Linked DNA regions of Rattus norvegicus: region 2 is linked to region 1. Evidence: chromatin contacts called from public Hi-C data. All regions are on one chromosome and are shown on one strand. Each heading gives the region's core, a stretch centred on a gene start, on an enhancer-like site or on the middle of the called end of the contact. The rest is flanking DNA. Distances are from core to core; before and after follow the strand shown.

Region 1 (6,113 bases), core at 1,204-3,703:
AGAAGCTGCAGGCCTGTTTGAAGATGACAATCTTAACTGATGAAGGAGCATTATTCTTCTATCAAGGGCATGTGAAAAGTTGAGTTCTGCTTCTAGAACCCATTAACAAGCTCTCATGGTCCACCATTTCCTAATAGTGTCACAGGCGTTGTGACCAATCTTTGATGAATGGAACCTTGAATCTAAACTATAGAGTTTCTCATCTCCACGATGTGTGTGTGTGTGTGTGTGTGTGTGTGTGTGTGTGTGTGTGTGTGTGTGTGTGTCTGGGGGAGGGGGGTTGGTGGGAGGTGGAGAGGCAGTGATCCTAACCTGCTTACCAGTGTTAGGAAATAAAAGATAGACAAACATAAAGAGCAATGTGAGTGTTTTAACTTGTACAAAGCAATTCATGCTGTTAGTGATCGCGACTTTACTGTTTGGAGCTGCTACAACTTCAGTGGATTCCTGGCAAATCAAAAGCATGTGGATACAAACCACTTCCAGCCATGCAGAATGCCCTCTTCCAAGGAAGTAATAATGCTGTCTTTGTGACTGGATGGCTGTTGTCAAGGAGATGGCTCCAGATAGCCCAAACAGCTGATGGGAATGATGTCACTTTTAGGCTTGGCAGAAAGAAATACCAGAGTGAGAAAAACAGGGCAATGGCCTCTCTGTCTCTAATCATGAATATGCTACAGTAGCAGGAAGAGCAACTTCCGATATAGTTTTTCCTTTGTGTAATTGACTCTATTTTCAGTTTCCAGGTTCACCGGGGGTTAAGCTCATAATTCACAAACATGGCCTCTCTAAATAAGTCAAGGGATTAACTTTCTATAGATTCTCTGTAGTTCTCTACTTCATTTTGAAAATGGGAAAGCCGAGGTGGTCACAGGATAAGCTGTAGTTAGGATCTAGGCGTCCTCACTGCTTGCCCTGCAATCCTGTCCACACCTTGAAGTATTTGCTTTAATAACGGGATCTGGTGGTTTTTGCATTTAAGTACTCTTCTAGACGTTCTGTATTCTTTTGATTTCTGTTTTTGTTTTACAGTTCACACATGTATACAACATGTTATGGTCATTTTCATCACCTCCCATTACACTCTCTTGTCCCTATGCACCCCTGCTTTCATGTTCTTTTCCTCCCCTCTGAGTTTAATTAGGGTTGTTTAAATGAACGTGGATTGGGGTTATTCAGTGGTCCTCCTCCCCAGCTATCACAGATCTCATGTCTGAACTGTAAGTTTTAAGATGGAAAAAGAACGGAACACTTGGGGTTAATAGTCTGTGTGCCCCATTTAGGGCACATCATTCGTTATTGCCAGTTTGTAAAGAAAGAAAGTGTGTTTAGGGTTGTGGGGAAATGAGAACTACTATTGAAAGAATTTCTAAAGTTATCTCAGGTCATCCTTACAACACCTTATAGGATAGCTTTTTTTTTTTTTTTTTTTTAACGGAGCAACAATTGAGCTTGTCAGTCATGGACACCCACTTGTTCCCCTAGGATCTCAGAATATAGCAGGCAAAGGTCTGAAGCTAGTGATGTCTGGCCCAAAGTGCCCAGTCAAAGGGTCATGACAGAAGAACTGTTTTTACTACCAGGGACAACTGTTCCACATCCAAGCATCCTCCAGTTCCCTTCTCCCTCCCCTCCCTTTTTCCCTCCCCTTATTCCTGTGTAGATTAAAGAAAAGTGAAGAAGTCCTGAGAGTGGGAGGGGTTTCAAGGCAGGAATAGCTGAAATCCCAATTCAGTCAGAACCTTTGTTGGGAAGGGAACAACTGTCTCTTCTTAAAACATATTCCCTGGCCAAGAAGTTTAAAACATGGTTCCAAAGTGCTAAGATGTTGATACCAGGAGCTAAGGATCTGGTTTTAACGGATAGTAAACTTATTACTTTGAGCAAGTCATTTCATCTCTCTAGGTCTCAGTTTACTGATTGTTCATGTACGAGTCCTAATAGTGACAAAATTCCCATGAAGTATGGATGATACATCTATAGGCATGCGGCTTCAAACTCGGCTGTAAACCACTGCTTGTAATAGCGCTTCACAGGTGGTACTTTTCTAAATCGAGGCATAACTCAATTATCTGCGTTTCAACTAAAGGAAGAAGCCTTTTGGGAACAAAGAGTCAAAGCGCGATTGCGGGGTCATGTGTCTGGAATGGCAGCAAAGAGACTGGTACTCTGAACTGTCTGACCTCCCGCTTAAATTAACTGATTCGGGCGGACTTTTACCCTCAACAAATATGGCGCTCTTCTTGGCTTCGGCCCGATTGCCCTCACACACAAAACATGGTTGCCGCTTCTTTTCTCCTAGTATTGCAGGCTCAAGAGCACAGGTTCTGCCCTGAGTTAAGATGGCGCCCACTCAAACTCTCCCTGCCCGGTTTTGGGTCTGTGCTAGGAAGCTTCACGGTGCGTGCCTGGATGACCCCGCCTTGTTTCCGTAGGAAGAAGCGCCGGGAAAGATGGCGGCGGCTGCGGTTTGAATTCCAGCGGCGCCGCTTGACTGAGAACAAGAGCTGGGTTGGAGGGGGCGGGACCTGGGGAACCGAGCGCGCCGCGACTGCGGGGTAACCAGTGGCGCTGCTGCTGCAGACACCGGTGCCACCTCTTTGTGTTCATGATGGACTCAGGGATGGAAGAGGACGTCACCCTGCCTGGGACCCTCAGCGGCTGCAGGTGTGGCCCTGGCTTTGGGCTTCGTGGTAACTGGGTGGGGGTTTCTATAGTGGGTCACACCCTGGAGGCCTTCCGTTTGCTTGGGGACGGTCTCTGCTGCCACCCGAGTGTGGTGGGACCTGGGTGTGGAGCCAGCACTCTGTTCGACTATATGTTGTGTGTTCTGGAGTACACTTTGAAGAGGGTGTGTAGGATAGTAAGGGGCTTTTTTGAAAGAGTGGGAGGAGATGGGACTAATTAGTAGGGGGTGGTTGGAACTGGACCTTAGAGCGCTTGGTGGGTGATTGATTCTTGTTTGGGGCTTTGCATTCATTATGGGGAGTGTAGTTATTTTAGACTTTTACAGGGTCACACAGTAGCCATCCAGGACAGAGGCAACAGTGCCTTGGTTGGAGATGGACAGAATTTATCAAATCCAGCCTGGTAAATTGACTTCTGCTTTGAAAACAAGATGAGAATGAAAAGCCAGTTCTCTGGGCTGGTGTACTGGCTGACATACACCAGTGTTGAAAAGGATGATACTATGCTAATCTACCGTTGCTACTGCTACTACAAGTTGTGTCTTCTATTCAGATCCCTTGGGACCAGAAATTGGATTATTTTGGACATTTAGAATGGGTTGTGGGCATGAGAACTAAACCACCCCAAGTCTAGCTTAGTAGATCTGCTAATACTCTCCTTTCCTTTCTCTCTCAGCCTTGACTGGACAGATGCTGCATTCACTCCTGGTCATTCATCTCTTAACCTGCCCTAGGCCCTCCAGGTGCCTTGCCATCTTCAGGATGAAGTTCTGTACTGTGGCTTCCAAGTTTCTCTCTAATCGGCTGCATCTGTTCTCTAGCCTCACCCCCACCCCATCTATGGTTCCCAACTCTGGGTCTTCTCCAAGCCCTCAGCCCTGTGCCTGACTGCCAAGCTCTGTCAGGAATGATCTTACCGAATTGTTTCTTGGTGCCAGGCTATGTACGTGCTGTTCTTGCTGTGTCAGTTGCCCTTCCTATGCCTTTTGCCTTATTGATACCCAGGTTCCACTGCTAGGAAATCCACACTGACATTCTCACCCTTGCTTGGGCCTTCTGTAATGTTCTAGCTACCCTTACCTGTCACTGTCCTAACCTGGTTGACTGTGACCAGCGTAGAAATACAACCTATGGTGTATATTTAATTAAAAACTTTCTTGTGAACTGGGTGTGGTAGTATATGCCTTGAATCCCGGCATTCGCGAAGTGGAGGCAGGTGGATCTCAGACTTTAAGGCCAGCCTGGTCTATAGAGAAAGTTCCAGGATAACCAAGAAACCTTACACAGAGAAACCCTGTCTCGAAAAACCAAAACAACAACACTAAAAACTTTCTGGTAGTCACAATTAAAAAAAAAAACTAAGAAAAGAAACAAGTGAAATTCCTTTCTTTGTGGTGCTGGAGGTTGTACCAGGGCCTCTCACACCTCCTCAGCTAGTGCTTTACTACTGAGCAGCAGCACCATTGGAAGCAGGTGAAATAATGGCGTATGCTATTTAGCTTAATATTTCCGTATGTGATTTTAGCAAAATCCATAGGAAAACTTGTGATAAGATATTTTTATCTTTTAATCTTCCTTAGTCTTTGAATCTGGTGTGAGTTTTTACACTTGGATTGCTTCTCACTTTGGGCAAACTTCATTTCAACCTATACCTAATGGTTGTGTGTTGGGCGGTGGAGGTATTGGTTGTTAACATACACTCACCAGATGAGCTAGAGTCCTGGTTTAGAACAGGAACTAGATTTTGTTTGTAACCCAGTTCTTAGCCTAATGTCTGGGGCAGAATAGGAGCAGAGTGGCATTTGTCAAATCACTGAGTGAAAAGTGATTCTTTGAGGGGCTGCTTCTCTCCCCCTGTTACATGTGGGATCCTGAAGCTCAGCTGAAATGAATGGTCTTGGGTCACAGAAAAGTCTGTGATAAATCAGACTTAACTCCAAGCTTCCTGAATCCAAAGTCTGTTCTGCCTTCTGACTAGTCTGAACTAATTGAACTGAGTATCCAAGGGGCTCTTGCAGAGCTTCTGGCTTTGAACTGGCCCTTCTGGGCTATTCTGGGCTGGATGAGTCCTCATTAGGTGACCACAGTAGGAGACGATAGTTCCTATGATGAAATCATACTTTTCATTTTAATATACTGCTTTCTGAGCACCCTTCTCAGGGGAATTTGCAAGCCTCATGTTTATAGCCTAAACTGAGCACAGTTTGTCCTTGAATTTTTGTTGCATTAGGTCAGGGTGTACCTGACCCAAGCTTATTGAATATCGAGTTGCTCTAGCACATGGCCAATAAGTGCTTGCTACTGTGTTAGGAGCAGACTGGAAGAACATGTTTAGCCATAAGCATAGTTTGATTTTCACCATCATGTATGCCAGAAGAAACAGTCTGGAGAGAGGATGGAAGGGTGAAATCAGATGAGGGAGAGGGCTAACTTGGATCCAAGGTATTCTTATACTGGGAAGCTTTAGGAGAACCATGAGTCCTTAGTTAGCAAAGTATTTGCCTTGTAAAAGACCTGAGTTTGATCCTCAGAACCCACAAAAAAGTGCTAGACATGGTGATGCATGCTAGAGAAGCTGAGATCAGAGAATCCCTGGGTCTGGCTAGTTAGCCAGCCGAGCCTAAATCTGAGAAACCAAGGGCCCCGAAACAAGACAAGACAAAACAGCCAAGGCAGATGGCTCCTGAGGAGTGACTCCAGGTTAACATCTCGGGTCCAGATGTGTGAACATCCTTGGACGTGTGCCCACACTCAAATGTGCCCCTGACCTGAATGTGCACACATATTTGAAGATGTATGTGCCTCTGACCTGAATGTTCTCACATATTTGAAGATGTAGTTTCTATGCCATGAAGCTTGTCCATTCAGTGTGAACTGCTGTATGTAAATAAGCTGTTTATAGCTGTGTGCCAAGATCACTGTCATCCATCCAGTTTAGCACATTTCTGTTATTTGAAGAGAAACCTTGTATCCACCAGCAGTCCTTCCTCATTTGTCACCCCAACGCCAACTCAGGCACACTTGCCCACAGTATTTTTTATTCTGTAGATTTATCTATTCCCATGCACCTTATAATGCACATTCTTTTGTGTGACCCAGGTGCAGCATGAGTCACAACTTCTTTCTTTTCGTTAAGTAATATTTCATTGTACCCATGTGCTACACTTTGTGCATGTTAATGGATGTTTCTATTTTTTTGTTCATCGTGAACATTGCTATGAAGCTTCATTTGTATATGAGTTTTGTGTGGACTTGAGTTCTCAGTGGTCTTTGGTTCAGCCCACGAGTAGAACTCCCAGGCTACATGGGAACTCTGCTTATTATTTGGAGGACTGCCAAGCACAGTTCAAAAGGGGCACCATTTTGTCTCTCACCAGCAGTGTCCCTAAGGTTCTGGGTTTTTACACTTCACCAGCAGTTTTCATT
Region 2 (6,590 bases), core at 957-3,456, 140 kb before region 1:
TGTGTCAAAAAGGCGCTGTTAAAAAGGAACAGTTCTGTTTGATCTGTTTAAAGAATTAATGGCCTCGTTTTAAAGACAAGGAAACTCAGGTTCAGAGAGGGTAAAGTTTTCCTCCAAGGAAACTGGATCCAAGTCTGTGACTCTAAAGACACAAGCTTCCCTGTGAGAACAACAGGATCTCTTTCAGATTAATCAGCATGCCTTAGTGCTCACTGCTAGGCACTGGAAAACAGAACTGGATGAAATAGATAGGCAGGGGTAGTAATCACAAGTTCTAGTCCTAAGGTTGATGAGTACCCAGGAGAAGTAATTCAGTCATGTGGGTGGTTCGTTTTATTTGTGGTACTTATGTCTGAAAGCCATCATTAATCCTTTTAGGAAGAGGCAGGGGTTGATGGATCAGGACTAGAAACAAAGGCCAGTAGGGAACTAGGGAGGGAAGAACTCCCACTGAGAAATCCAAGTCCTAGAGGATATGGCATTTTGGTTGGTGTTGAGAAACCAGAAGAATACAGGGGTGGGGCATGCCACGTCCACTCCCTTCCTAAAGACAAGTAAAACAGAACATTGGCCAATTCTTGCTAAATATTTGTCTTCAGAACAGTTTCATGGCCCTCTCATTTTTGCCTCTGTTTCTTACATAGGTAGGCCTATAAAGACACACTTAGAGGCAACGTCACATTCAAAAGCAGAAAATTCACACAAAACACACACTCGTGAGCATGCATTAATATCCTTAACAATTCACATGAAAACACAAGTTTTCATATTTGAGGACTCAGAGATACCATCTTCACAGAAAGACTCACAAATGTGTTTATGCTTCCATACACAAGCTCCAACATATCCTTTCCCCACCCACTACTCACTCAGGCAAATAAATGCATGCTTTTGTTAACACACAGGAGTTCACACACAAATCTCATCCTGCCTGTCTGGTTAGAGGAGAATGACTAATGGGAAATCATGCACAAAGGCAAGCATCCTAGGAGAGGCCAGGAATGGGTTTACAGTGAGGCTGGTGTGATGGAATTAAGCCATCAGATGACAAACTTGTCCTGCCAGGCTGCACCTAAAAGTTGCTCAGCTGAGGCTACAATGTCGGACAGCACTGGATCTTGGGTGATGGTGCAAGTTTGCCTGCCTGATTTCCAACTTCCTCCAGAGTTTCATGTCATCCAGGGTCAAGCTCTGTTATCAGCCCAACCCCAGTGCCGGCAACAAGCAGGACTCTCTGGGGACTCAGGGGCGGTGTGGGCTGCTTTCCAACCTTAGGCTTGTCCTGACATAGTGCAACCCCAAGTGGTTAGCATTAATGACGGTTTACAACGTTGGGCCAAGCATTGGGTTAAGCCCTTCATGATTTCATTTTCACAACTCTGTGAGGGGGATGGGGTGTGCCCTCTCATCTCACCATTTATTTAGGTGGTTAAGAAAATTGCTTGAGCCACAATTCAGCAAGAGAGACAAGGAGCTGAAATCCAACCTGGTCCTATTCTATCTTTCCGAGGTTCTGGGCATAAGGTGTGTATGCCAGTTTGTCTCCTCTGGGTCAGAAGCTTGCTTCTTGTGCTTATGATTGGGCTCCAGGCCGTCCCATCCGGCTTAGTGCGGGGCCAGGCGATCAGCAGGTGCTTACCGGGGGCACAGAGGTTGGCTTGCTGAAGCTGTCAGCAAGAGCTTTAGTTTCCCCATCTCTGAAATGGGGATGGCAGCGCTGACCCCGCAGGCCCGAGGTCAGCTGTCTTGAACAACACAGTGAGAGCCCAGCTCCATCTACATTATCGTTGCCACCACCCTCGCCCATCCCAGGGATGCAACACACTCCCCGCCTGAGTCCGGGTGCGGCTCCGGTGCCCCCATTGTTCAAAAGGGCGGAGATGCTGCCCACAGGGACCCCCGCCCCGAGTCCAGCTCGCATCCCAGTGAAACAGATAATCTGGCCCAGAGTCGGCCGCGCGGGCCGTGTCCTTTGTCTGCACGGCGGCGTTGGGTGCCCAAGGCCCGCGCCCCGCTCTGTGGGTAGACAAAGCCGGAGCGGCGGCGAACCCAGCCGGCTCCAAAACCTCTCGCGCCTCCCGACGTCCCGCCTTCTTCCCCCTGATTCCTCTGATTGGTTTGTGCCATTACAAAGAGGCCGGGAAGCTGGCGGGTCACGTGAGTATACGCGACTTCCAATTGGTTGGGCTCCGCTGCCTATCGAGGAGGGCGGGCAGTGCGCGCTCCTCCCCGTCGCTCCCTCCGCGTTGAGGCCCGCCCGCAGGGCCGGCCGCCTGTCAGAGGGAGGTGGCGATGGTGCTCTTGGTGGCGGCAGCGGCGGCAAAGCTTTCCTTGGGCGGACAGCAGGGAAAAGAAGATGACTGACCGATCAACTGGATGAATGAATGAATGAATGGCGGAGCCGAGCGCGCCATGAGGAGCCTGCCGAGCCTGGGCGGCCTCGCCCTGTTTTGCTGCGCGGCAGCCGCAGCCGCTTCAGCAGCCTCGGCAGGGAATGTCACCGGTGGCGGCGGGGCCGAGGGGCAGGTGGTCGCGTCGCCCAGCCCTGGGCTTCGAGAACAGACCAGCAGCCCTTTCTCTAAGGCCGCGGCTCCCACGGCGCAGGCCCCGCGGACCGGCCCCCCGCGCACCACAGTCCACAGAACCGGGGCTGCGACCCCGTCAGCCGGCTCCCCGGAGACCATCCCTGTCCGCACCAGCGCACAACCCGCAGCCACCCTCTTCCCGGTTGTGGACCTGTCGTCCGCCACCCCTTCGGAGGACGGACACACTCCCACCACCGAACCACTGCCTTCCAGACCCGCGCCCACAACTCTTGCGAGCACAGCTGGCCAGGCGCCGACCACCTCTGTAGTCACCACCGCTCAGGCTTCCAGCACTCCGGGGACCCCGACTGCCGAGTCCCCGGACCGTGGCAGAAACAGCAGCAGAGTCCCGCCCACCGCACCTGTCACCGAAGCCCCTACTCCTCCTCCCCCAGGTGAGTCTCGGCGCTTCCTAGTCTTCTGGACCTTTCCCAGGCACTGCCTATTTACACACCAGCCTAGTCACCCTGGCCTCTTATTACCCAAGAGCTTCCCAAGGGAAGATCCAAGCTCCAGCTAGAGTAAACCCCCAATCCCTCCAAATCTAGAAAGTCTTTTGTCCCCCAACCCAGTGCTGTGCTCCATCCAGAGGGAGCTGCTGCTATGAGGAAGATGGGGGACTCTTCCAAAAACAGGGTTCTCTGGCTTTTGTCAGAGTCCAGGAATGGGCACAAACTTTTGTATTGGATCAGCCCAGAAGGCCACCCCACCTGAGATATTTGGGGGAAAGTTTGAAAGCTAGAGTGGTGCTTTATCAATGCCTAGGTAAAAACCTTTAAGGGATTCTCTCAAAGCTCTAGTTTCCTTGTTTCTTTAATAGTTAATAGATGCTGGTGTCGTGTGTGTGTGTGTGTGTGTGTGTGTGTGTGTGTGTGTGTGTGTGTGTGTGTGTGTGTTGGAAAAGATAAAGAATATGTTTTGCTTACAAACATGCCACTTCAGGCCTGAAATTAAAAATAAAAACATCATTGTAGTCGGTGTTTTCTCTGCAAATAAGTAGACTTGATAGGTCATTTGGGACAGGTGTGTATCTAGGTTGAGCAAGTTTATAAATTAGGTTAAATCCCTTCCTTGCACCACTTCATTCTGTCTCCATTCTAAGGTCAGTGCTTGGGCAAATGCCATTTAAGCAGGGATGCCCATTTTTGCCCTTTTTAAAATGAGGATATTCCTTACTGCTGATGCTGACATGCCAATTTGTGCCTGAGCTCACAATAGGAAATGTAGCTCTTCTACTGGTAAAAGTGTTCATAGTTAAGATATTCTTTCACCCTCTTGCATCTTAAGTAGGCCAAGAGCTCAACCAATAAGGCCTACTTCTTTAAGAAATTCTGCAAGTTTCTGAGATCTTTTGCTTTGCATTGGGGTGGAGATTTGCCCAGAGCACTTACTTGTCTAGCTTGATCTGATCGTTGACCTAATTCTTAGGCTCAGTGGTTTACTGTGGAGTCAGGTATGGACTTTGGACTACAGTTGAGTTGGTAGAGGATTTTCCCAGATGGCTAAGTCTTGAATCGTGTGTTGGAGCTTGGCAAAGGCATAAGTAGGAATGCGGATTATTCACCCCCAAAAGCCACATTTGGATCTCTTTTAGCTTCAAGGAATGTACTAACTAGCTATTTTTTAAACCTATGGTGCTTTTTTAGCTTTTTATAGAGATTGACATGTTACTAAAAGTTAGACTAGTATCTAAGTGTAGACTCTAGAGTCCATTTTTTAGGTTTGAATTCCAGCTTATTGCCCCACTTTGTGTGGGCAGGACCTTGTGTTCTCACTTTCTTCAACCTCGAGATGAAGGTTATCATAGTCCTTATAGGTTTGCTTTGAAAATTATGTAAAATGGGACTGAATGTTTATATTATTGATGTATTGAAGAAGCAAAGACAAGAGGAGCAGGAGTTCAAGCCAGTCTTGGCTACATACTACATTTAAGGCAACCTGGACTACGTAACAAGACTTTATCAAGAAAGAAAGAAAAACAGTAGAGAGCGGTTAGGAGAGGAAAGAAAAAAATTCACCAAGTCAATGCATACCTAACTAGTGCTTAGAATAGTTTCTGTGCTTGATAAGCACCACCTGTGTGTGTTGTGTTTTATTTATGACCAGCTCTGTTTTCTGATTAGAAAAATATCAAGAAGCCAAGTATTGTGACTTTTAAACATTGTTTTAGTAAATAGAAAAAGGATGAGTTAGAAATTCCGAGTTTTTAAGCATATATTATTTAACTAGAAGTTGCTTCCTTTTGTTAGTATCTGATAAATGAACATACAATTAATGTCACTTCATGTTTGACGTATTAAGAACACAAAGATAATCCTTACTGCCAAAAGAGATAATCAGAAGCCTACAAGAAAAGGACAACAGTCACTCCTTCACGGCTCTCTAGTTCTGGTTCCTAGAGGACCTAGAGGTTACTCCTAATAGTAGTTTGCTCCATCTTACAACATTTTTTTTGAGATGTATATCAACACAAAAATATTTTAAAATAATTTTAGGGCTCAGGAGTAGAGACTTCTTTACTGTGAATAATCACCAGTCACCACCAAAGCTTAAGTAATTAATAATTTGTAAAATTAAAATGGAATTATATATCCATATATATAGTTTCATCTTGATGTACCACTTAACTGTGTAACATCAAACTTAGTTATTTTCATGTTAGTACCTTCCATCTACTGTATTCCTTCCAATAGTATTTTTCATTGTAAATATGCACACAGAAAGTAGACTTGTTTAACCAATTCCTTATTAATTCATTTAACCAGTTCCTAATTCATACATACATACATAGATTGCTTTGAAAAGCACAGAGAAGAATGTATTCTTATTAAATCCATCATGTATTTATTATATCCTCTGATAGTTTGATAACAAATTGTTGCTTAGAATCAAATACATTTTAAGTGAAACCAAGCTTGGTTTATGAATATTTATTATTTGAAACGTTTTTTTCATAATTTCTGTAGGCTAACATCTGTATGGCTGTCTTTCTGTAGCAAACACTTCAGAATATCAAACTGAGGTCTTTTACCTTTGTTTAAAAAGTGTGTAATTTATAGTCCTCTGTAAATTCATTCACAGAATTGTTTAGTTCTCATTAGCTTGCCTGACTTTGTGGTCTACTGGTAAGCAATTTTAGCCTTACAGTGATATATTCAACTGGGACTTTTTAATTATAGCATGGGCTCCAATCTACTTTAGATAGTAAGTATAGCTCTTCAAAGGAGGAAAAACTACTATATGAATTTGAAAAAGCTGATTTGGCTTGCAAAGCTGGATTTCCTGCCATTGGGAAAGATGGTTGTAGAATTTTATTTCAACATTTCTATGAGAACTGGTTACCGTTTATCATTTGATTGGAAAGGTCTTGGAAAGTGCTATATGAATCAGTAAAAATTTCCCTCCTAGAGATTTAGCTGAAAGCTCTTACCTACCAGTCAGTTGGGATCCTGTTGTTTACACAGGGACACTGATATGCAAACTGAAACTAATTACCCAGCAAGCAGACACTTTCTTCTCACAAACCTGGTACAACACTATACTGATTGGTTGGATGAAGGGTGGATGGAAATGCTGTGATCTTACTAGAGAGTAATAATCAGCAGAAAGGCCCTAAGGTAATGACAAATGCTTCCTTGTTTGTTTTATGTGGATTAATAGAATATTAGAAGCCACTAAAGCCCAGCATGGCTCTACATTTTAAGAAATACTTTTATAAGCTTAGGTGAAACATCTCTGCTTTAGCTAACATTTGACTAAATGGATTGTAGCCTTTGGAAACATGTACAAGTCTGTTTTCTCAGTGCACATCTTCAGATATGGGGAATGAAGTTGTACTCTGAGTACAAATAATTTCAGCTTCTTCATTCATCTTTACTTGACGTGACCTCATATTTCTTCACTATCTTGTTCACCTCTATTGTGAACCTTTTCAGTTTTGTGTAACTTCCCTAAACACAGAACAGAGCTGAACCCAATAGTCTAGATATATTCCAGCATAGCTCA

What was found. A called contact is a pair of places that touch in the nucleus more often than the background predicts.
Region 2: a contact with region 1 is called in a Hi-C map of the A7r5 cell line, with 3 times the contacts expected there. The contact joins the promoter of Megf9 here to the promoter of Cdk5rap2 in region 1. A contact is called at or near these places in 6 of 12 Hi-C or Micro-C datasets (the A7r5 cell line, Schwann cells, frontal cortex and 3 more) and 1 of 1 datasets of contacts at active chromatin or transcription factors (oligodendrocytes).

The regions. Positions count from the first base shown.
Region 1 is chr5:88,972,237-88,978,349 of GRCr8, reverse strand. It overlaps Cdk5rap2 (CDK5 regulatory subunit associated protein 2), which reads left to right and starts at 2,453. Exons shown (of 37, transcript NM_173134.2): 1 at 2,453-2,667. The coding sequence starts at 2,609. LOC120102900 (a long non-coding RNA gene) reads right to left here and starts at 2,353. Exons shown (of 4, transcript XR_005504807.2): 1 at 2,221-2,353; 2 at 478-605.
Region 2 is chr5:89,116,347-89,122,936 of GRCr8, reverse strand. Megf9 (multiple EGF-like-domains 9) reads left to right here and starts at 2,206. Exons shown (of 6, transcript NM_001107940.1): 1 at 2,206-2,980. The coding sequence starts at 2,389.